Linked DNA regions of Mus musculus: regions 2, 3, 4, 5, 6 and 7 are each linked to region 1. The links are chromatin contacts, called in public Hi-C, HiChIP or PLAC-seq and promoter capture Hi-C maps. All regions are on one chromosome and are shown on one strand. The core of a region is the stretch at or near the end of the contact, and the rest is flanking DNA. Distances in the headings are between cores, read along the strand shown.

The links. Promoter capture Hi-C pulls out the DNA fragments that hold promoters and counts their contacts. A called contact is a pair of places that touch in the nucleus more often than the background predicts. HiChIP or PLAC-seq counts read pairs in DNA pulled down with a chosen protein or histone mark.
Region 2: a contact with region 1 is called in a Hi-C map of CD8 T cells, with 6 times the contacts expected there. The contact joins the promoter of Smim12 here to the promoter of Mrps15 in region 1. A contact is called at or near these places in 3 of 39 promoter capture datasets (liver and pre-B cells), 2 of 484 Hi-C or Micro-C datasets (CD4 T cells and CD8 T cells) and 2 of 9 other capture datasets (adipose tissue and liver).
Region 3: a contact with region 1 is called in a Hi-C map of B cells, with 7 read pairs. The contact joins the promoter of Sf3a3 here to the promoter of Mrps15 in region 1. A contact is called at or near these places in 1 of 39 promoter capture datasets (the 3T3-L1 cell line), 1 of 484 Hi-C or Micro-C datasets (B cells), 2 of 115 datasets of contacts at active chromatin or transcription factors (embryonic forebrain and trophoblast stem cells) and 1 of 9 other capture datasets (adipose tissue).
Region 4: a contact with region 1 is called in a promoter capture Hi-C map of hippocampal neurons, with 5 times the contacts expected there. The contact joins the promoter of Inpp5b here to the promoter of Mrps15 in region 1. A contact is called at or near these places in 3 of 39 promoter capture datasets (the 3T3-L1 cell line, cranial neural crest and hippocampal neurons) and 1 of 9 other capture datasets (adipose tissue).
Region 5: a promoter capture Hi-C map of pre-B cells shows a contact between it and region 1, with 4 times the contacts expected there. The contact joins the promoter of Yrdc here to the promoter of Mrps15 in region 1. A contact is called at or near these places in 9 of 39 promoter capture datasets (the 3T3-L1 cell line, 3T3-L1-derived adipocytes, the HPC-7 cell line and 4 more), 2 of 484 Hi-C or Micro-C datasets (B cells and the HL-1 cell line), 4 of 115 datasets of contacts at active chromatin or transcription factors (astrocytes, embryonic forebrain, extraembryonic endoderm stem cells and 1 more) and 1 of 9 other capture datasets (adipose tissue).
Region 6: an H3K4me3 HiChIP or PLAC-seq map of embryonic forebrain shows a contact between it and region 1, with 4 times the contacts expected there. The contact joins the promoter of Epha10 here to the promoter of Mrps15 in region 1. A contact is called at or near these places in 2 of 39 promoter capture datasets (cranial neural crest and hippocampal neurons) and 4 of 115 datasets of contacts at active chromatin or transcription factors (astrocytes, embryonic forebrain, forebrain and 1 more).
Region 7: a promoter capture Hi-C map of liver shows a contact between it and region 1, with 5 times the contacts expected there. The contact joins the promoter of Dlgap3 here to the promoter of Mrps15 in region 1. A contact is called at or near these places in 3 of 39 promoter capture datasets (liver and pre-B cells) and 1 of 9 other capture datasets (liver).

Annotation. Positions count from the first base shown.
Region 1 is chr4:126,045,646-126,048,428 of GRCm38.p6, reverse strand. It overlaps Mrps15 (mitochondrial ribosomal protein S15), which reads right to left and starts at 1,501. Exons shown (of 8, transcript NM_025544.2): 1 at 1,230-1,501; 2 at 951-995. The coding sequence starts at 1,359.
Region 2 is chr4:127,242,417-127,245,116 of GRCm38.p6, reverse strand. Smim12 (small integral membrane protein 12) reads right to left here and starts at 1,333. Exons shown (of 2, transcript NM_030252.2): 1 at 1,219-1,333.
Region 3 is chr4:124,713,473-124,716,172 of GRCm38.p6, reverse strand. It overlaps Sf3a3 (splicing factor 3a, subunit 3), which reads right to left and starts at 1,312. Exons shown (of 17, transcript NM_029157.3): 1 at 1,183-1,312; 2 at 857-904; 3 at 469-521; 4 at 258-363. The coding sequence starts at 1,278.
Region 4 is chr4:124,740,455-124,743,292 of GRCm38.p6, reverse strand. Inpp5b (inositol polyphosphate-5-phosphatase B) reads right to left here and starts at 1,443. Exons shown (of 24, transcript NM_008385.4): 1 at 1,377-1,443; 2 at 703-829; 3 at 263-357. The coding sequence starts at 759. Gm12915 (predicted gene 12915) reads left to right here. Exons shown (of 4, transcript NR_151694.1): 3 at 1,372-1,519.
Region 5 is chr4:124,849,476-124,852,260 of GRCm38.p6, reverse strand. It overlaps Yrdc (yrdC domain containing (E.coli)), which reads right to left and starts at 1,502. Exons shown (of 5, transcript NM_153566.2): 1 at 1,095-1,502; 2 at 454-568; 3 at 242-361. The coding sequence starts at 1,486. Mtf1 (metal response element binding transcription factor 1) reads right to left here. Exons shown (of 11, transcript NM_008636.4): 11 at 2,461-2,785. 1110065P20Rik (RIKEN cDNA 1110065P20 gene) reads left to right here and starts at 1,697. Exons shown (of 3, transcript NM_001347196.1): 1 at 1,697-1,739; 2 at 1,828-2,029; 3 at 2,299-2,776. The coding sequence starts at 1,705. The coding sequence ends at 2,394.
Region 6 is chr4:124,880,504-124,883,203 of GRCm38.p6, reverse strand. Epha10 (Eph receptor A10) reads right to left here and starts at 1,419. Exons shown (of 17, transcript NM_001256432.2): 1 at 1,224-1,419. The coding sequence starts at 1,329. It also overlaps a transcript of Maneal not described here.
Region 7 is chr4:127,167,866-127,170,565 of GRCm38.p6, reverse strand. Dlgap3 (DLG associated protein 3) reads right to left here and starts at 1,362. Exons shown (of 12, transcript NM_198618.5): 1 at 1,201-1,362.

The DNA.
Region 1 (2,783 bases), core at 252-2,751:
CCTGCAACACAAACCGACTTGGCTCTACAGTTATCAGATTCCTCACTGGGATCGGTTCTCCCGTGGACAGGAGTGAGTTTGGCTTCTCTTTAACTCCTCGATTCCCCAGCCTAGTCCATAGTCTAGTCTAGAAGTAGCACTTTAACAAAGCTTGCTGGTTGACCACATGAATGAAGTACAGGGTGAGAGGAAGTGCTGCTAGCTTTAAGGGAATGTCAATAGCCAGTTCGCATCACTAAAAGCTCGGCTTCTGTGTGTGCATTCCTACTATGTCACTGGAAGTGAGGTTGAAGCCTGTAGTCCAACCCAGTCCAGCGCAACCAAGATAATCTATCCTCTCAAGCCAGACTCTGTCCTGCCACTATGCAAAGGACACTAGAAGCAATAAAGACTATGATATCACAGTTTATTGTGCACGGGGTTAAGGGTGCTTTTCATACCGCTGCCATGATTGAATCCTATTAACTGTGTTCCAATGGATCCTTTGACACTCATTTCAGCGCTGGTTCACAAAAAAAGCAAACTTGCCTCAAATAGTATGTGTTTGTTAGAGGGCCCTAAGGCATGCTAACTTAGGATGGGAAACTTCATCCTTCCTCTCAGAATAGCAGATAAAAAGTGTTACATTCCTAGAATTGTAACTCTTGCTAGTGTTGCCAGCCACACACTCATTGGGTCCAGCCAAGCTGGACTGGGTTGGACCTCGGGCTTCGACCTCACTCTCATCTGACACAGTAGGGATGCACACAACGAGGCGGAGCTTTTGGTGATCTGTATTGTCAAATGAGTGAGTGCTTTCACGCGAAAGCTCTTACTTCTACCTTCTCGTGCACCCCTAAACAATGAATGTGGGGGGGTCTTGGCCTGTCCCTTTGCGCGCCACCTCTGTTCCCTTGTCCACCCCAAGCCTTCCAGGCGGCCTCAAGTCTCAACAACCCAAGTCCTCGTACCTGGTTTCTGGACGGCGGCGTATGCTCGCGCGGCGCGCAGTAGACCTACGCAGAATAGAAAGGGCTGAGACTCTGCCATACACAGCCCCTCATGTCCCTTCTCCCACGAACTGTAGGCACCTGCACCTAACTACCGCCTCACTTCCCTATCTCCCTCCTCATCACCCCTTCCCTAGCCATCACCCTCTTTCTCATCCTGTCACTGCCTTTCTCGGGTCTCCGGGTGCCTGGTCTCCTCCATCTTCGCCCAGTCCCTTGGGACCCAGCTCGGCGGCTCACTCGGAGGCTGCAGGCCACAGCGCGCAGAGAGCAGACTGGCGCTACTTCCGCCCCTCAGCGCAGGGACTGGGGCCCGTGTCACCGCCTGGGCACGAACAGAGCTCAGCGCACGCCACGCGGCCCGCAGCATGTTGACTCCCGACTCGACGGGGGGCCCGCACCGCCACTGCCCGCTCCGCGGTGGATCCAGGTTACATGGGCGCAGCCATGACGGTTCGGGCTCGACCAATCGAGGTGAGAGCGCGACAAGAGCTGCCGAGGGCTGAGCGAATGGATCGGTTCCGGATTGTCAGGGAGCTGGGGCGGAGCCCAGGAATTTGGCCTGGTGGGCGGGCCTGTTTCTACGCTTACAGGCCCGGAGCACTGTGTGAACGCTATAATGTCACCTATTGACCTTGCATCCGGCCTAATCACTTTCTAAATTCCTTATGTTCCTGACCTGGTCCTCAGTTCTCAACCTGTTGGTCAAGACACATGGGGGGTGAAGGTTGTTGAGCGACCTATTCATAGGGGTCACACATCAGATATCTTGCATATCAGATATTTATATCACAATTCATAATAGTAGCAAAATTGCAGTTATGAACTAGCAACGGAAATAATTTTATTAGAGGTCTTCACAACATGAAGAACTGTATTAAAGTATCTCTGCATTAGGAAGGTTGAGAACCATTGCCTGGGGCTGGAGAAATGGCTCAGCGGTTAAGAGCACTGACTGCTCTTCCTAAGGTCCTGAGTTCAAATCCCAGCAACCACATGGTGGCTCATAACCACCTGTAATGGGATCTGATGCCCTGTTCTGGAGTGTCTGAAGACAGCTACAGTGTACTTACATATAACAATAAATAAATCTAAAAAAAAAAAAAGACTCACAACCATCTGTTCAGCTACAGTGTACTCATATACATAAAATAAAATAAATCTTTAATTAAAAAAAAAAAAGAGAACCATTGTCTTAGGTCCTAGTTATTTTAGGGCTTCTGTGGGACTCTCCTTACCTTCTCCAGAGGCTAATATTCTTTCTTGGCCCTCCTCCAGACACCGGGGCCCTGTAAGAACCCTCAGGTTCTAGCCTTCTTTCGTTGGCTTGTATCTCAGTGACTAAGGATAGAGTTTTTGGTAGGGTACTGAGCCATTACTATGAGACCCTGTGGGCAAAGTCTACCTTTATGGGCTGCAGTGTTCTCAAAACATCAAATGAGATTGGTAGCAATGTCTTTTACATTGTTCAGCCTATAGACCGAAGCAGCTGTATACAAAACACATGTTTAAATAGTCAGTATTCGGTACTCAGCTGTGGTAAAACTGAAATGAGGGATGCAAGGGCAAATATAAAGGAAAAGTAGTGGGGAGGGTAAAGAGAGGGGCAAGGAAAGAACACACCATCCCAAGCCTGAGATCAGGGCCGGGGAAAGTAGACCCAAGACAGGCAAGGCTTTTGTGGAAAGGTCTCCATTAGCACAGGGAATAATCCTGACAAATGTGGTTACATGAAACTCAAATGACATTAGGCAACTGAAGATGTGGTTTGGTTAGCAGAGTCCCTGCCTAGAA
Region 2 (2,700 bases), core at 84-2,583, 1.2 Mb before region 1:
TGGTTTTTTGAGATAGGGTTTCCCTGTGTAGCCCTGCCATTCAGATTCCTTCTGTAGACCAGGCTGGCCTCAAACTCAGAGACTGGACTGGCCTGCCTCTGCCTCCTTAGTGCCAAGATTAAAGACATGTGCCACCACCGTTGGGCTTGTTTTTATTTTTAAGACAGGTTCTCATGGCACCCAGCCTGGCCTCAAACCCTCAAAGTAGCTAAGGATAACTTTGATCTGCCGACGCTCCTGTTTCCAGTGCCAAGTGCTTGTGATCACAGGTCCACACCAAGTGCAAGTCCTTTATACAATTCCTGGGTAGAGACTCTCAATTTTCCAATTTGTCTTAGGGCGGGCATATCAAGCACCAGTCTATGAGTATTACTCTTGTACATAGAAAGCCCAAGTTCTATGTGCTCTTGTCCGAATTCCAGTCATCCATGTATACAACACAACCTTCTCTTCGGTAAGCTATGTGGGCCTACCCTACCTGTCTACAGCTCTCAAAACACCCTGGAGCTCCACAAGGTTAAGAACTAAGGATGTCCGGATCGTCCTATGCTCTGTGCCTCTTCCCACCCTTGCTATCCTCCCTAGCAAAGAGCTAAAAAAGTTTGTTGGTCGAATGAATGACAGGCAGCATAAACATGTTGCTTTGTTTATGGAAGACTACAGCAGCCTTCCACCCGCACTCACAAAGGGGTATAGGGATATGATCATAAGCAGCTAGACTTCATGAAGTCATCCCGAAGGTATCAAAATGTAAGTAGCACAAGTGTTTCCCAAATACTGCAACGCCTATTTCCAGCCCGACACGCAGGGGCGCCAGCCAAAGGCTCCAGGTACAGGTCAACCGGGCCGCCAGGAAACCTGTCCCAGTGCCTGAGCCCACCGGAAGCTCTCCAAATGAGAGCAGTCGTAGGAGGTCCGAGAAGGTGAAACCATCAGCCTTGACAGCCAGCCAAGTTGGGATGGGAGCGCCAGTGAGGTTCGGGTCATCAGCTCCTGTTCCCTGTCCAGTCACGCCACACGCGTGGCTTCGTCACCCTTCGGCCTGCAGGGGCCTGAGGCGGACGAGATCTGACCACAGTCCACACTCGGCCACCAAAAGCTGGCCGAGGCCGAGCGGGTCACGGAAACCATCGCTCCCTCAACTAGGAGGAGCCGTTCCCGTGGGACTGGGGGCCAGCGATCCTGGGAAGCGAAGTGCCCTCAGCCCTGGGAACTCACCTGCGGTCCAGCCCGCACACCCCGGACAGGTCCCGCGCTGCGCCCGCTAGCCGGGAGCAACAGGGACGCCGAGGTTCCCAGTGGCCCGCGGGGCGCGCCCGAGGCCCCGCCCACTGGCATCTCTCGGAGAGCAGCGATTGGCTGAGCTCCAGCCAGCTACAGAAGAAAGGAAGCCAGGCACCCGACCCTGCGTTGGACTAAACGCAGAATAGTATAGCGCCCCCTGACGGCTCGGAGGCTCCCCTGTGACGTTGCCACATGCTTGTGAAGAAGAAAAAAGAATAGTCAGCTTTCATTGATCCAAATGAAGTTCATTAGGTGTCTTCCGAGACTTACCTAGGTCGGATATTACTGAAACCGAAAACCCAACCCCTGACCTCCAGAAGCTCCCGTAGCAGAGAATAACCTAGTACTTTCAATCTTCTTGGGATCTGTGCTTTCAGGCTGTGTGTCCTTGGGAACATCATTAATTAATCTGAGCCTCAATTCTTCTGCATAGCGTTAAAACCTTCCATTTCAGCAGGGATGTTGCAAGGGTTAGATAACATCTTGTTTGTAAAATACTGTGCCAGGCACACATCTCGCAGGGAACTAGATTGTAGCGTTAGTGAGTCTACAAATTGCTGAAAGTACCAAGACCCTCTGATCGCAAGTACTCACTCTCCTTCCTCCATGTTTCCCCTGTCCCTGAGCGGAATTATACTTATCACATATAAGAAAAAGCCTCACACCCCAAGCTCTCTAATGGACTACCATAGTCCTGCCTTCTCAACCTGCCCACACTGCTCTCAACCTGACCAGTCTCCTTCCCACTAATAGCATGCTAAAAATCAACGTTTGAAGCCTGTGTGTCCATGTTCTTTCATCTACCTGGAGTGCTCTACCCAGCTTCCCTTAAGTCTACCCAGCTTCCCTTAAGTTAGCAGTGAGCCATTTCTCAAGGTCACGGGTACTCTCACAGGAAGCGTCTTCAAGACTGTACTGTCAAGTTAGAGATTCTTCCTCTTTTAGATCAAAGAGCCCAAAGCTAAGCCTGACAGCGAAGATGGGGAGGAAGAAGCTGCCAGAAATTAGCAACCGTGATTATCAGACCTTGATTACTTGTGCATTGAATCTGTGGGAAGAGATCAGAACAGTCTAGAACACAGGCTGGCATTTAGCCATTCTACAAGCTAGACATTGGCGATACAAATGGGGACTGCCCTCCGTAGTTTCCTGGATGGAGAAGAAACAGGAAGACCCACACAGTGTCATAACAGAGGACACTGTCCGTCCATACAAGAAGAATGAGTGGAGGTTCCCTGGAAGGACAGATCCCTAAGCTGGATCTTAATAGTGACTAGAAGTTCCCTCCAGCAGACCTGGGTAAGCACAGAATCCCCAGCTAAAGTGGAAATGACAGCATTGAGAAGTCCTGAGGCGCAAGACCAGCCTTGGCTCTACACCAAGATCCTATATCAATTAAAGGAGTCAGTTAGCACT
Region 3 (2,700 bases), core at 63-2,562, 1.3 Mb after region 1:
GAGCACCACTGTGTTGGTAGATTTCAGGGCAGAGCTAGGTGCACAGTATATTGAGTAGGAGACATTCTTGTGAAGCAGCCCTAGTGCTTCACCGTGTTCTCTTACTGCAGAGGGATGCCAAGAGGATGTCACTTAACATGCAGTGAAGTGGCACGTTCTTTCTTGGAGTGACATCTACATGGCATAGCTCCATTTCCTTTGCATCTTTCCCTTTTGTTAACGGCCAGGTCTAAGGACACTAAGTTGGGAGGCCTTACCTCATTTGGGTGCTTCCGATGGAATTCCTTTATCTGCTTGAGTCTGTTATAGAATTCAGCGAACTCGTTGGGTCCTGAGATAGCATTGAGCTCCTCCTTCCGCAGTCTGCAAGATATCAACAAACCCGAAGAGCATAAAGCACACAGCCCATGGTCTCACCAGGGCTCCTCAAAAGCACTAATTGTTAGAAGGGATGTGACCGTCACTTACCCGTCCTTATCATCATACAAATCCCTCAGGTTCCCACTGACCTCCATGTACCTCTGAAACAGAAGCGCAAAGCCATCAGAATGAAGCAAATTTGTACCACAGGGCTAAGTAAACAAGAAAGGATGTCTTGGCAAAACCCAAGGAAAACTCATGAGATACATGGTCTTCAAAGTTCCACCACTTTTAAGAGACAGCTTGATCCCGAGGTGGTTGCATACACTTTTAATCCCAGCACTTGGGAGGCAGAGATAGGACATCTGATTAGGTACCCTAGAGGGGCTTGTCTAAGAACTCAGGGGTAGAAATCACGCAGGGCCACTCAACCTTCCCAGCCTGCACTTTTCCCGCCCAGCCCGACCCCAGGGGAAGCGGACGGCGGCGCACTCACATCTTGCATGGCCCGAGTGCGGTGATCGGAATTGATCTGGTCCCGAAGCTGCAGAAAGGCAAACGGTAACACATACGTTGTTACTTTGAGTTTAGCAGTTGGAAAGAGCACCCGAGGGGTGATGCGCTTATTGGTTTAGGTCCCAGGGGCTGAAGCAGGAAGATTGAGGGGCCCTCGGAGGACGTTAACGAGGCCAGAGTGCCGAGCCAGCTTAGGAGGAGGGTGAGGATGGGGCGCAGAGAAGCTCCGAGGCCAAATACAGCGCGAGGGCTCGGCAAAGGACCCAGGCCCGCCTCCTGATGCGGCCCGGACCACGGCTCACTCACCGTGGACTTCTTCGTAAGCATCTCTTTGGCCATAACATCCATAAGCCGTTCCTTCTCCTCATGATAGCGCCGTTGCTGCTCTAAAATTGTCTCCATTTTCCCTTGGCCACGGCGTTTCAAGGCGGACCACTAACACTGCCGGAAACACCGCCTGCCGCCTTTCAGCCAGCGTCTCAGCGCGCAGCATCCGGCTGCACCAAAGTTCCGCGTGTCCCGGAAGTGTCTTGGGGGACTCAAGAAAAAAGGAACACCACGAAGAGAGCAAGCGGGTGCTATCCGCGACCGTGGCTACGCTTCCCCCTGCTGGCTGGGGGTCTGAAGGAGCGCTGCCTCCGCGTTGAAAGCTGGCTGTCTCTAAGAAGCCTGCAAGAATCCTGTAGGCTGAGGTTGAGAGACAGCTGGCTTGCCCGGGGCTTGCTGCAGAAAGCTGGGCCGGCAGGGACACACTAGCAGGAACGGATAAGTTGAAGGATACAGAACGGAAAGGGGAACTGGAAGCAGCAGTAGTTTTCAGTGTGTGACCTCTGGTGATGTTTTCCCCTTGTCTGGACTTTAGTGTGTTTGTCAGTAAAGTGGAGATGGTGGTGGGTTTGTTCTTAATAAAACTCATACATATTTGAACACAACCTTTGTTTATTGGCAGAGGAGTCTTTAAGAAAAACGTGGTACACTCAAGCAATGATATGCTTGCTGTTCAGCACAGGTTAACTTCTGATTCTCTGTAATTCTTTTTTTTTTAAAAGATTTATTTATTTATTATATGTAAAGTACACTGTAGCTGTCTTCAGACACACCAGAAGAGGGCATCGGATCTCATTACGGGTGGTTGTGAGCCACCATGTGGTTGCTGGGATTTGAACTTCCGACCTTCAGAAGAGCAGTCGGGTGCTCTTACCCACTGAGCCATCTCACCAGCCCCAATTCCATGTAATTCTTTATTTTTCTGCTTTTCGCCTACCACTTGCTGGAATTACAGGTATGAGCCACCACACCTAGCCACTGTATGGCTTAGAAAATGAAATCTAGACTGCCTTTCCTTAAAAGAGGAGGAAGAGGAAGAAGCAGAGGCAGAAGAGGCAGAAGGTGGAGGCAAACAGATCTTTGTGAGTTCTAGGCCAGTTTGGTCTACATAGTGAGTTCCAGGACAGCCAGGGCTGCATAGAGATCCAGTCTCATGAAACCAAACCAAACGAAACATAAACAAACAAACAAACAAACAAACAGAGTAGGGGCAGAGAGTGAATCAGTATAGAGAGCTGGGATTACAAGTGTGTGACAGTGCATGCACCAGGAAAGAGGCATCGGCGCAATGCAAAGTGGCTCACACCCGTGATCCTAGCGCTTAGGAGATGGAGGCAAGAGGAGAACAAGTTCAAGTTCAGCCTGAGCTATGTGATAAGACTCTATCTCAAAACAACAAACAAACAAAACACATACAAACATACACATACACACATACATATATACATACACATACAATACATACACACACATTCACACACACATACACACACATAC
Region 4 (2,838 bases), core at 194-2,693, 1.3 Mb after region 1:
AATTTGCATAGGATTGCAGCATCCGGATTTAAACTCGGGCACTCACACAAACTCAAAATCTGGCCAAGTTTGATATAACTGCCTCTCCTCTAAAAGCTTCCACATCACATCTTGCTGATTATTAAAGGCTTAGAACACGGTGTTCCAGAACACTATCATTGTGTTAATTAGTCTAGGAGACTCAGACAGAATGACTGAAGTCCAGCTGGAGGATACTGAAGAACCACCCATGGCCCACACAGGCAGTCTGAGCCCTACTTACGCATGCTCCTGGGCGTCATTTTCCAGCCGGTACCTCACCAGCCCGAGCAGGCGGCTCTGCCGGCTATCTCCCTTACACAGCACACCTTGGACTGCCTGCTGCTCAGAGTGAAGGGAAACTGAAAGCCAAAGGGCGAAACTCCCCATCCGGCCCACTCCACCACGCTGCCTTTCCCTCTCCCACTGGCAAACGACTTCACCTCTCTGAGTTTTCCTCATCTGCAAAATGGGTATAATAGTCTCCAACTTTGCAGCTGGTTGAGAAAATAGCTACCTATGTAAAGCACCTGGTAGAGAGACCAGAGCCAAGTGAATACTTGGTAAATATTGGTTTACCTTTTCCCATATGGCTTCGAGAGAAATTTTTCCACACCCTCCATCCCACCTCCCAAGGCTGAAGCAGGCACGATCTGGATGGCAACCTACAACTGGGAAGGATATGATGACGCAGTATTCCCCCTCAACCAGGGTCTCCTGGATTGCCACAGACTGGTCCATGCTGAGCTGTCAAACCCTGGGGTAGGGCAGGTGGGAACCTCCCATTCCGTATTAGAGCTGCTTCGGGGGGCTGTGGGGATGAAGAAAGGGGCCTTTGTGGAGGGAAAAGAGAGAGCCTGGTCATCTCTCTTCTCCTTCTGGCCTTCCCCGTCTTTCCTACAATGGGTCTCTCAACGTTTCCAGAAAATGGGTTTCTACCCCTTTGCCCCTTGCTCGGTGTCGCCCCAGATGTTCCCAGTGGAGTTCAGTATGCTCTCTGGTCTCCTTGCTTCTGGGTACAGCTCTGATGCCCTCTTCAGGGAGCAGTTGTGGTCCATCTGGCTCTTCTCTGGGAAAGGTTGGTGGTGTGTCCAAATAGGGGTAGGGAGACAGCCTTCGCCTCAGTCTCAGCTAGGAGGGTCTTATTCTGGAGAAATAACCCAGCCCCGCTGCTCTTTCCTCGGAGCCTGTGGGTGTCCCGTTGCTCCTTGCCCCTCACCCCACCCAACAGGCCCCGTTGCATCAGCAGCAGGTTAGGAGTGTCCATTCTGGCACCCACAGGACAAGGGCCCCAGCAACCAGCTTGCAAGCCCCCTCCCACTCTGCACTTATTTCAGATCCTTGTCATTGCAGCCTACCTCCCGAGCTGTCACCGGTGGGCCTGCAGGACACCTCCGTTCCAGGGCAGATTAAGGACTACATTTCCCAGCGGCCCTGGCGTCACAGGACGGACAGCCAGCCTGCAAGTCCCAGCATGCCCGAGTCGGACATGGACGAGTAGGTGGGTCTCCCCGCCCTTACTCTATTTAAAAATCTAGAATCTACAGTCTGTATTCAAGCATACTCGGGCGTCCCAGTTCTGGAAAGCCTGCGTGAGGAACGCCTTTCTCAGCCCACTAAATCAAAGGGCCAAGGCCCATGTCCAAGGCAGAAGGAAGTGGTCATGTTACCCTAACGGAAAAAATGATGTTAACTTTTATTTTCAAGTTAAGTCCATCCTCAACTCTTCACATGCAGAAAGGGACAGCTTTCTATTATTCTGAAACACTTCCAGATAACTACCGTGCCCTGGCTTCATGTATGTCACCTTCTCCACTTGCCAGGTGGAGAAACGGAGGAACAGAGAGACAAAACTGTTTGACAAAGTCCGTAGCCAATAAGTGCTGGGTGCCCAGAGGGAAGTCCAACTCCAATTCCTGTGTCATTTTCCCGTCTAGGAACTGCTAAATGTTCTTAAGACCTATCTAGCTTTTCTGTCAATGGAACTTGAAATGTGTGGCATCTTTATCTGTGACACAGTAATGACAACCACCAGGCAGCGCGGAGGACTCTTCTTAACAGCGGAGGACGATGTGGCCCTCTTGGCTCTTTATTTCTTTAAAGATCTGTTAGTTTTTAATTTTTTGTGTGTATGTGTGTGTGCTTGCATGAATTTATGTGCACCGTGTGTGTGTGTGTGTGTGTGTGTGTGTGTGTGTGTGTGTGTGTGTGCACGCTCACCTAAGAAGGCCAGAGGTCATCAGATCCTCGGGGCTGGTGACAGGAGGCTGTGAGACACCTGATGTGTGTGGTGGGAACTGGGTCCCAAGAAAGAGCAATATGTTCTCTTAACTAAGGAGACATCTCACCGCAATGCCCAGATAGACAGCCCTGAGCAGGTTTTGTCCTCAAGCCCCTTAGCCACATTCTATTGGCCATTTACCCTGACAGGAACTATTCTCTTCCAGACTCCATTGTTCCCTTCTAGGTAAAGACTATATATAGCTAAACCGGGGATGGTGGCACACTCCTTTAATCCCAGCACTCGGGAGGCAGAGGCAGGCGGATTTCTGAGTTCGAGGCCAGCCTGGTCTACAAAGTGAGTTCCAGGACAGCCAGGGCTATACAGAGAAACCCTGTCTCGGAAAAAAAAAAAAAAAAAAAAAAAAAAAAAGACTATATATAACTCAAGACAGGACAAAAGAAGCTAGCTCAGACGAGAGAGTCTAGAATGGTTGGTTTTTTCTCAACTGCTGACTATTTCGGTAAGCTGGATCCCTGAGGACTGGGCTGAATCTTGCCCTTACACTCCTGTGCAGTTTCTGGTATAGTGGCTCTGAG
Region 5 (2,785 bases), core at 253-2,752, 1.2 Mb after region 1:
TCCCTAAATAACTAAGGCTGACTGAGATTTTCTTACCCTAGCCTCCTTGTCCTGGCCTTACAAGTACACCACCTGCCCCCTTCCAAGATTCATTCGGATACCCTCCTCTAACCAACACCAAATGGGTAACCTTCTCACCCATGCACCAAAGGCCCAAATTTCTGCCAGGCAATCCCATTACAGTGTTAGCCTTGTTGATTTTAAGGAAACAGCAGTTTAACCTGCTGGGGCCAATTCTCACCTCAACACTCAGAGAACTGGCCTGGGAGCTGAGGTTGGCACTAGTGAGTGCAAGTGGTCCCCCAAACATCTGGGCCAAGTCCAGCATGAAGGCATGGTCAGGAATCCGGATGCCAACAAGCTGGGAAGCAAGAAAAGAGAACGTGAGGAAGACATCGAGGGCTTGCAAGCGTCTGATTTAGATCGCAGGAAAAGGGAAAACTCTTGACTCACACGAGTAAAGGGGTTCAGGTCTTTGTTGAGCTCCTCGGAGCGCTCCATCACCAGGGTCACAGGGCCTGGGAACAGGTCTTCCAGGAGCTCCCTAGGTACTCTCACCTGACAGTACCTGCAGGCAAAGGAGCACAAATCCTCTCCAAATCACCCTGATGGACCTTTCCTGGGGACTTAAGGCAGATGCTGGAGAGGGGTCCCCTTCGCGTGTATAATGAACGAGATCTACCTGACTCTCTACTCCCTCTTCCTCGGAGTTCTGGCAGAAGACAGACTCCACAGAGTACCCTGGGCTTTAAGTCTATCCGCCTGTCTTGGGGGACAAAACCACAGCGCCGTGGCACGTGGATACAATCTCAATCCGTTTAATCATCTGGAAGGCGTTACCCCGAAACGGGCCTCCCCTCCGCCCATCACAAGGGCACCGGGAGAAGAGTGCCATGCTCGCCTAACTCAGCTTCTCGACCGACTGTCTAGAGCGGATCTTGGCGAGCCGTCAGCGCTCCCGACCAATCTCCAGTTCCGGATTCCTCCTCGGGGAGCAAGGACAAGCCCCTCCCGCGCTCGGCGGACGCCGCGGTCTCCCGAGGCTGTCACCGGAAACCCCTCCCGCGGGGCCGCCCCCAGCGGGGCCGCCTCACCTGTAGACGTCGGCCACGCGGCCCAGGCACACGGCCAGCGGCTTGGCCTCGCTGCGGCCTTTGAGGCGGTACACGCAACTCAGGGCCGCCGAGCTGCTCGCCGAGCAGGCCAGGCCGTAGAGCGTGTCGGTCGGGACCGCCACCACGGCGCCGGCGCGCAGCTCGGCCACGGCGGCCCGCAGCGCCTCGGTCCAGCCGGAGCGCTCGGGGCTCGCGGCTTCCACGGGCTCGCTCTCCGGAAGCCGCAGCAGCCGGGCCCCCGGCAGCGCCGGAGCGGGCTCAGGAGGGCGTAGGAGGCGGCAGCCGCGGCCAGAACTAGCCGGCCCGTCGCTCAACCCCATGCCGGCCGCCACGGCGGCCCTCAGCCCCGCGCACGGACGCGCCGTAGACATCCGTGCCGAGCCGCTTCCGGGAGGAAGTGACGCACGGACGCAACTTCCGGCCCGCGAGGCTCGGCCCCGCCTCCGCTCCCGGCCGCTTAAAGGGACCGCGACCCCCAGGCGACTTGAAGGAGAACGGTGGGGACGGGGCGGGGCTCGGCTTAGCGGACTCCTCGCGCGGCGCGGGGGGCGGACTGCGGAGGGGTGGTGAGCGGGTGGCACGGGCGGCGATGGAGTGGGGTCCCGGCGCAGGCTGGTCACGGGGGTGAGAGCGGGCCGGCGGGGCGGTGGGTTGGGGCCGCGACCTCGCGCCGCCTAGCGCCGGGCCCTGACGCCGTCTCTCTCCCGGGCAGGGAGGCTGCCGGCGTGGACCGTGGGAAGGCGGGGTTGGGGCTCGGCGGGAGGCCACCCCCGCAGCCGCCCCGAGATGAACGCGCCCAGCAGCTGCTGGACGCCGTGGAGCAGCGGCAGCGGCAGCTTCTGGACACCATCGCCGCCTGTGAGGAGATGCTGCGGCAGCTGGGCCGCCGGCGCCCAGAACCGGCTGGTGGCGGGGTCAGTGCCCAGTGCCCTCTCCGGGCTGGACCTGGGGAGGTGGGCGCTTCCCACTCACTGCACTGGTCTAGCTCGCGCTCCCCACCCCCACCCCGCTCCAAAGGAGGCAGGTGGAAGAGCATCCCCACCGCTTAACTTCCTTTGATCTGAGCGAGGTTTTGAAAAAGCATGGTACTGTCGAGATGCCAAGTGGCCTTATTCTTGTGGGGCCTAACTTAAGGCCTTTCCTCCGGGCTCATCCCCCCTCCCCCCTTTTCTGTTCCAACTAGAACGGTTCAGCCAAGTCTGGAGCGCCGCCCCAGCCATCTGTATCGGCCAGAGGTGGCCTTCCAAAGGATGCTGGCGATGGAGCCTCGGAGTCTTGATCATACCCTAGCCGGGCACCCTGACTTCTGTCCCTTTCCAGGGCCAGTGGCTGGACTGTGACCAACTCCCTTCACTAAAAGGGGCCAGTCTTCACGGGCAGTTGCTGGTACTTGGCCCTCAGCCTGGGATGGCAACTCTACTAGCAGCTGGGTTCACTCCCACGTCGTCCTGGCTGAAGGCAGTACTGTGCTTTGAAATGGAGCCAACAAACATCCAGTCTTGAGTACTCGGATTCAGGAAGCCAGCAGTGCTGGCCAGAGTGGTCTGGCCTGCTTTGGGGGTTCCAGGTGGTATTACATGTTCATTTCATGCTTTGGGGGCTCTCAGCCCCACAAAACACTTGAGCAGAGTCTTGATTAAAAGGAAATCTGCAGACCCTGGTGACTGACC
Region 6 (2,700 bases), core at 170-2,669, 1.2 Mb after region 1:
CAGATCTGAGGTCGTGGAGGAGACCAATACTCTTTTCATTTGTCTCCTGGAGCCTCTGGTGAAAATGAAGTGGAACAGAAAACATCAGAATTCTTTGCTTCTCTGCTCAGCCCCTTTCCCAGGGGCTGCCACTTCTATTGCCTTTGAAAGAATGTCATGGGCCCTTTCACACATAATCCATGACCCTCTCCACCTCCTCCCTACCAGAAAAGCTTGGAGTCACTTTATTCCCTCAGGATGTGACAGAGCAGCAGCCTGCATCCTTTCATCAGCTGGGCTCAGAAAAGCCTGGGTCTGGAGAGTAGAGCTTTCAGCTTAGAGACAGGAAGCCAGGCCATCTCCAAATCTCAGAAAATTACTTCCCTAGAGTGGTAAGGAAGGGGGGTGGGCTTCCAAGGTGAGAGCTTCCAAGAGAGACTGACTCTCTGCCGCGACGGTGGGCAGGGCAGCTGACAGTGTGCTGGGTTTTCGTCACCGACCGTGCCTGGGAATTGCATCCTGGCAGGCATCTGCCATCCCGCGCCAGGACAGACCCTGCGGGCAGAGTCTGTTCCAGCATCTCAGGTTCTGCACCTGGTTGTGACGCGTCTGGATTCAACTGAACATACAGTTCCAAGCGCATAGGCAAGACTCCGGTGCTAATGTCGCCGACAGACCCAAATCCTCCGCAACGCGGACCGCGCGCGGGGGACTCGATCTCGATTCAGCACTGCGGACAGTTCCACGGGCAGCACCTCGAGCAGTGTCCGGACGCAGCCCGCGGGATTAGCATCCAGTCCCCCACCCCCCACCCCACCCCCGGCTATCCACACTGCGATCCCCGCAGGCCCCTGCTATTAGTCTCCATCCCGCCTCATGCTCTGGTCTCGCCGCATCCCCTCGGCTTCTCTGCTCCCTTCATCTCCCCACCCCCACACCTCCCACCTCCAATCACTCAGCCTGTCCGTCTCACCGGCCCTTGAACCTGCCTCGGGCTCTTGTGGTCCCTAGCCTTTCTTTCTCAGCCTCTTAGGTCTCCAGACCTAAGCTCCTCAATACCCCTCTCTTCTCTATCGCTTAGACAACATCCCCTCTTTCTTTAGTTCTTTCCCGCTCTGCTGCCCGCTGGTTTCAAGCCCCAACACAGAGTAGTCTCTCCAACGAATCCTTACTCCAATCTCCTAGCCCCCTCCCCAACTCCCTAATTTTTGGCATCTCAGGCTCCCAGGCACAACCCACCTTACCTTCTTCGGCGGTCCCGGGGCGCCCAGGTCCCAGAAGCAGAGCAAGGCAGAGTGGTATCAGGCAGACGAACAGGCGCAGCGGGTGTGGACCGGCGCCAGTCTCCATGGTCCACAGACGGAGCTGTCAGTGCGGCGGCGGCTCCAGCCTCGCCAGCCCAGCACCGCTGAGCAGTGCCCCCAGACCCCAACGCCGGCTGGGGCGGAGTCTCGCTGGTCACCATCATCCATGGGGACCAATCGCTAGGCATCGCCGCGGGAGGTCCACCAATCCGGGTCAGCAGAGGATGAGGAGGTGGGGTTTCGTAGGCCAGGGGCGGAACGCCCAGCTGGAGGGGGAAACCAAGGGTCCCGAAGATCTCCAAACCGTGGGGGTAGGGCAGCTCTGAGCGTTAGCAGGGTTGCTGGCGAGCGAGACAAGCTGGCGTCGGTGGACTAGAGACCCTTAAACCTTAGCTCCCTGAATCCTGAGAAGTAGGCACTGTGGGCGTGGCTTACGGAGGGGCGGTCCGCGGGGGAAGCGGTGACACTTGCAGCCTCTTAGCTAGCCTTGGGAGCACCCTTGTTTTCAGGACTTGTAGGGGGGGTTCCGAGCCTGATATCCTGACCTCAGGCTCTAGGGAGCGCTGGTGTCTCCCAGCCCTTGGCCTCTTCCTGTATCTGCGGTTCCCAACGTTTCACGGTTCGATCCCTCCTCCTTTTTCTCCCAACCTCATCTCACACACACACACACACACACACACACACACACACACACACACACACACACTGGCCGATTCCAGACGCTGTTTGGAAAAAGAGTCAAATTGGAGACAGGGTCCCACCCTACCAGCACTGCTTCCCAGGATGGGAAACCATGTGGACGCTGAGAGGCGGGCAGTGGCAGATTTTGCACCAAAAATCCGCTTCCCGGGTTCTTGCTTTTGCTCTCCAGACACACAAGCAGCATACCCCACAACCTCTGCCCACAGAGGCTGGGGTTCTCCTCTGAGTACCCCAGGAGAATGACGAGAAATGCAGCACCTGGAATCTGAGGTCCCTGGGAGAGAGACGGAGCAGTCCTCCGAAGAGTTCAGCTGGAGCTGAAGAAGCCGCAAGGAAGCGTGGGACACGACCTCTATTTAATGAAGGTCACTTATTGCGAGCTGAAGGTTTAACCATCTGGTGGGGTGAAGAGGGCTGGGGCCCTCTAGGACGAAGGAAGCAGCTGAGCTTCACCATTTGAGCTGAACTTGATGGGAGGCAGTTGCATCCACCTTGTGGCTTTTCACGGGGTGGGGGTGGGGCGAAGCCCCTCTCTCTTCAGGTGCTACAGCAGCCAGAAAAGCTTGGAGTGTGGGTCACTCATGCACGGGGGGGGGTCATGCATGCACTTGGGGGGGGGTCCAGCACCTGCACATTTTGCTTAGATGTGTACTCCTCACCTCTCCAGCTAACACTTACTGAAAACCATGCTCTGTGCTGAGGATACCTGGGCGAG
Region 7 (2,700 bases), core at 113-2,612, 1.1 Mb before region 1:
AGTTAGAGAAACAAGAAGAAATGAGAGGAACAATTTTTCAAAAGTCCTAGACTGATACAGATACATTCTTCTATTACTACTTCAAGGAACTAAGTACAGACCCACCTGAACCGTGAGCTAAACCAACGACCCAGAACTTGGAGATTTGGGACTTGGAACTCTGGGAAAAAGCCACCTGCTCCAATGACTAACAAGGTAGATCTTCCTCCTGGCCTCCTCATTCTAAAGGGCCTTTGGCCAAGCATCATTGAAATAACACAAGCTCCTAGTACTCTTCACCCTCCCCCAAAAAAGTATCCCCACACACAGGTATACAGCCTTAGGCTCACCACCAGCAGGGACTCAGCATGAGGGAAAGATACCAGTGACTTCGCAGAGGGTGCCCCAGGAAGTAGATGAAGGTGCAGAGTGCTCTTGTCTGTGTCCAGGATAAGGAGACTCTGGAGGGAGGGGGCGGTCTGACCTCGGGAAAAGTAGGATCTTCCCGTGCTAAGTCCCACCAAGAATGGGGGCGGGGCAAAACCCAGGTGTGGGTGAACCCTGCTTGGATGTATTCCCACACAGTCACACAGTACACATACCCAGACCCATTCACAGAGATAGTCGCACATGCACATGCACACGCACGTCCATTCATACACACACACTCAGACACCTACATACACAGCCACACAGTGCCAGCACACACTCAACCACACATATGTCGACAGACTCATGGACGGTTAACACCCTGAACGCTCACTGCATTACACTCACTCACCCACAGACCCACACGGTGACACCCTCATCACATGCACGCTCACACACCTGCAGAGGAAACTTCTTTCCGGATCTCCCCAACACCACGACTTCCCCCCACAGCCAGCAGGCTACTCCCTCCCAGACCCAAGCTTCCATTCCAGCCGGGCAAGGGCTGGGCGGGCGCTGGCTGGCCTCCCGCGGCCCCAGCCGGGACAGCGCGTCTGCGGAGCGCGTGGTCCCCAACCCGTCCCCGGGGTCAGTCACGCCGGCCTCCAGGCCCAGGGTGAGGCCGGGGGCGGCCGCAGAGGCCCAGCCCCTCCCCCCCATCTCGGGGCCGGAGTCCAGGCCGCTGGAGCCCCGGGCGTGGGCGGCGCCGGGGCTGCAGCGGGGCTGAGCCTGGGGGGCGCTGCAGAGGGCGCGGCAAGCGCGGCCCGATCCCCACCCCTCCCGGTTGCTTACCTGGCCCGGTCGGGCTCCAGCCGGGGTTACATGGTGCCGGCGGCCCGGGCCGGGGGCGCTGCGGCTGCGGGAGCGAGTGCGGGCTCCCGGACCCGACACTGCGGAGCCCCCGGCGGAGGGGCCGCGCCAGCTGCGGAGCCCCGAGCGAGTGCTGAGCGGCCGCGGGCGCGGGAGCCGGAGGCGGCCAAGCCACGGAGGCTGGATTTCCCGGGGACCAGGACGGGGAGGCGGGGGGATCCCGCCCGCGCGCTCCGCCCCCGCCCCCGCCCCCGCGCAGGGCGGCCGAGCCAGGAGCCCGCGACAGGGAGGGGGCCCGCGCTCCCCGCCCCCGCAGCGGCCCCGCGAGGACCGAGGTCGCAGCCGGCGGGCAGCCGCCGCGGTCCCGGAGGAGCGCCCGCGTCTCTGAGCGACAGCGCCGGGGAGGCCCAGCTCGGGGGTGCGAATGTGGTCCCCCGGGTCGGTGTGTACCGAAGACCCAGGAACCAGCACATTCGGTGTCACGACCGCGCACAGCAGACCTGGGCACCGGGACCCAAGCCCAGAGCGCGGGCAGCTGGGGGAGACACACGGCTGCCTCACCGAGGCAGTCACACCCTGAATGTCACACACAGCCTCCCCCTCGCAGGCACGTCCTCTTAGGCTCCTGTCCTTAGTTTCCCGGGTCTGTAAACCCGACCCCAGCTCTTGGCCTGGGCTCTAGGAGTCCCCCTTCTCCGCACTAGTCCCTTCTGCCCCACCCCTGCCAGGGCGGGGCGCTGTGCCTGGCCTCCGAGTCTTTGACAGGCGTCCCTCACCCACAGTCCGCCAGCGGAGGCAATCCCCAGTGTGCAGGGATAACCCCGCTATACCTGCCGTCTTAGCTGGGGGCCCCACCCGTGCCCACTGTGCCCGCCCACCTCTGGGCCCCGAGCCAGGGGCTGTGCCATGGCGGGGGTGGGGTAGAGGGGGGAAAGGGGACTGTCCGAAGCACAGCGCGAAGCTGCAGAGCCAGGACACAAGCTGCAGAAGCGCTGAGAGCTGACTGCAGCAGTCCCTGGCTGGAATCCGTCTTGGCGCCCAGAGCAATGCTGTAATGGGGGGGAGGGGGCCGCGTGGGGAAGCCGCAGGAGGAGGGGCTGAGGAGATGGGGGAGGGGCCGGTTCTGAATTCTGACTTTCCCGGCGGGTGTTGAGGGCACGCGGGCGCTCCAAGTTGTGGTAGAAGGCGAGCTACATCCTCTACCTTGTCTGGTATTGAAAACTTAAGGTGGTGAGGTGTGGGCTTTGGAGCCTTGAGACAGTCCACCACCCTAGGGACAGACCTTGGGAGATGTTCTGAGTCAGGGTCCCCAACAATGACTCCTATTTCTCTGTATTTCTTTGGTGTCACTGTCTCTCCTCCTTGAGTAACCGGGCAAACTGAGGCACGGTAAGTAGAATTCGTGGGTCCTAAGGAGCTAGAACCTGGAGCCAAGCCCACACCCATTCCCTAGAGGGACCTTTTAAGGTGCCACATTACATA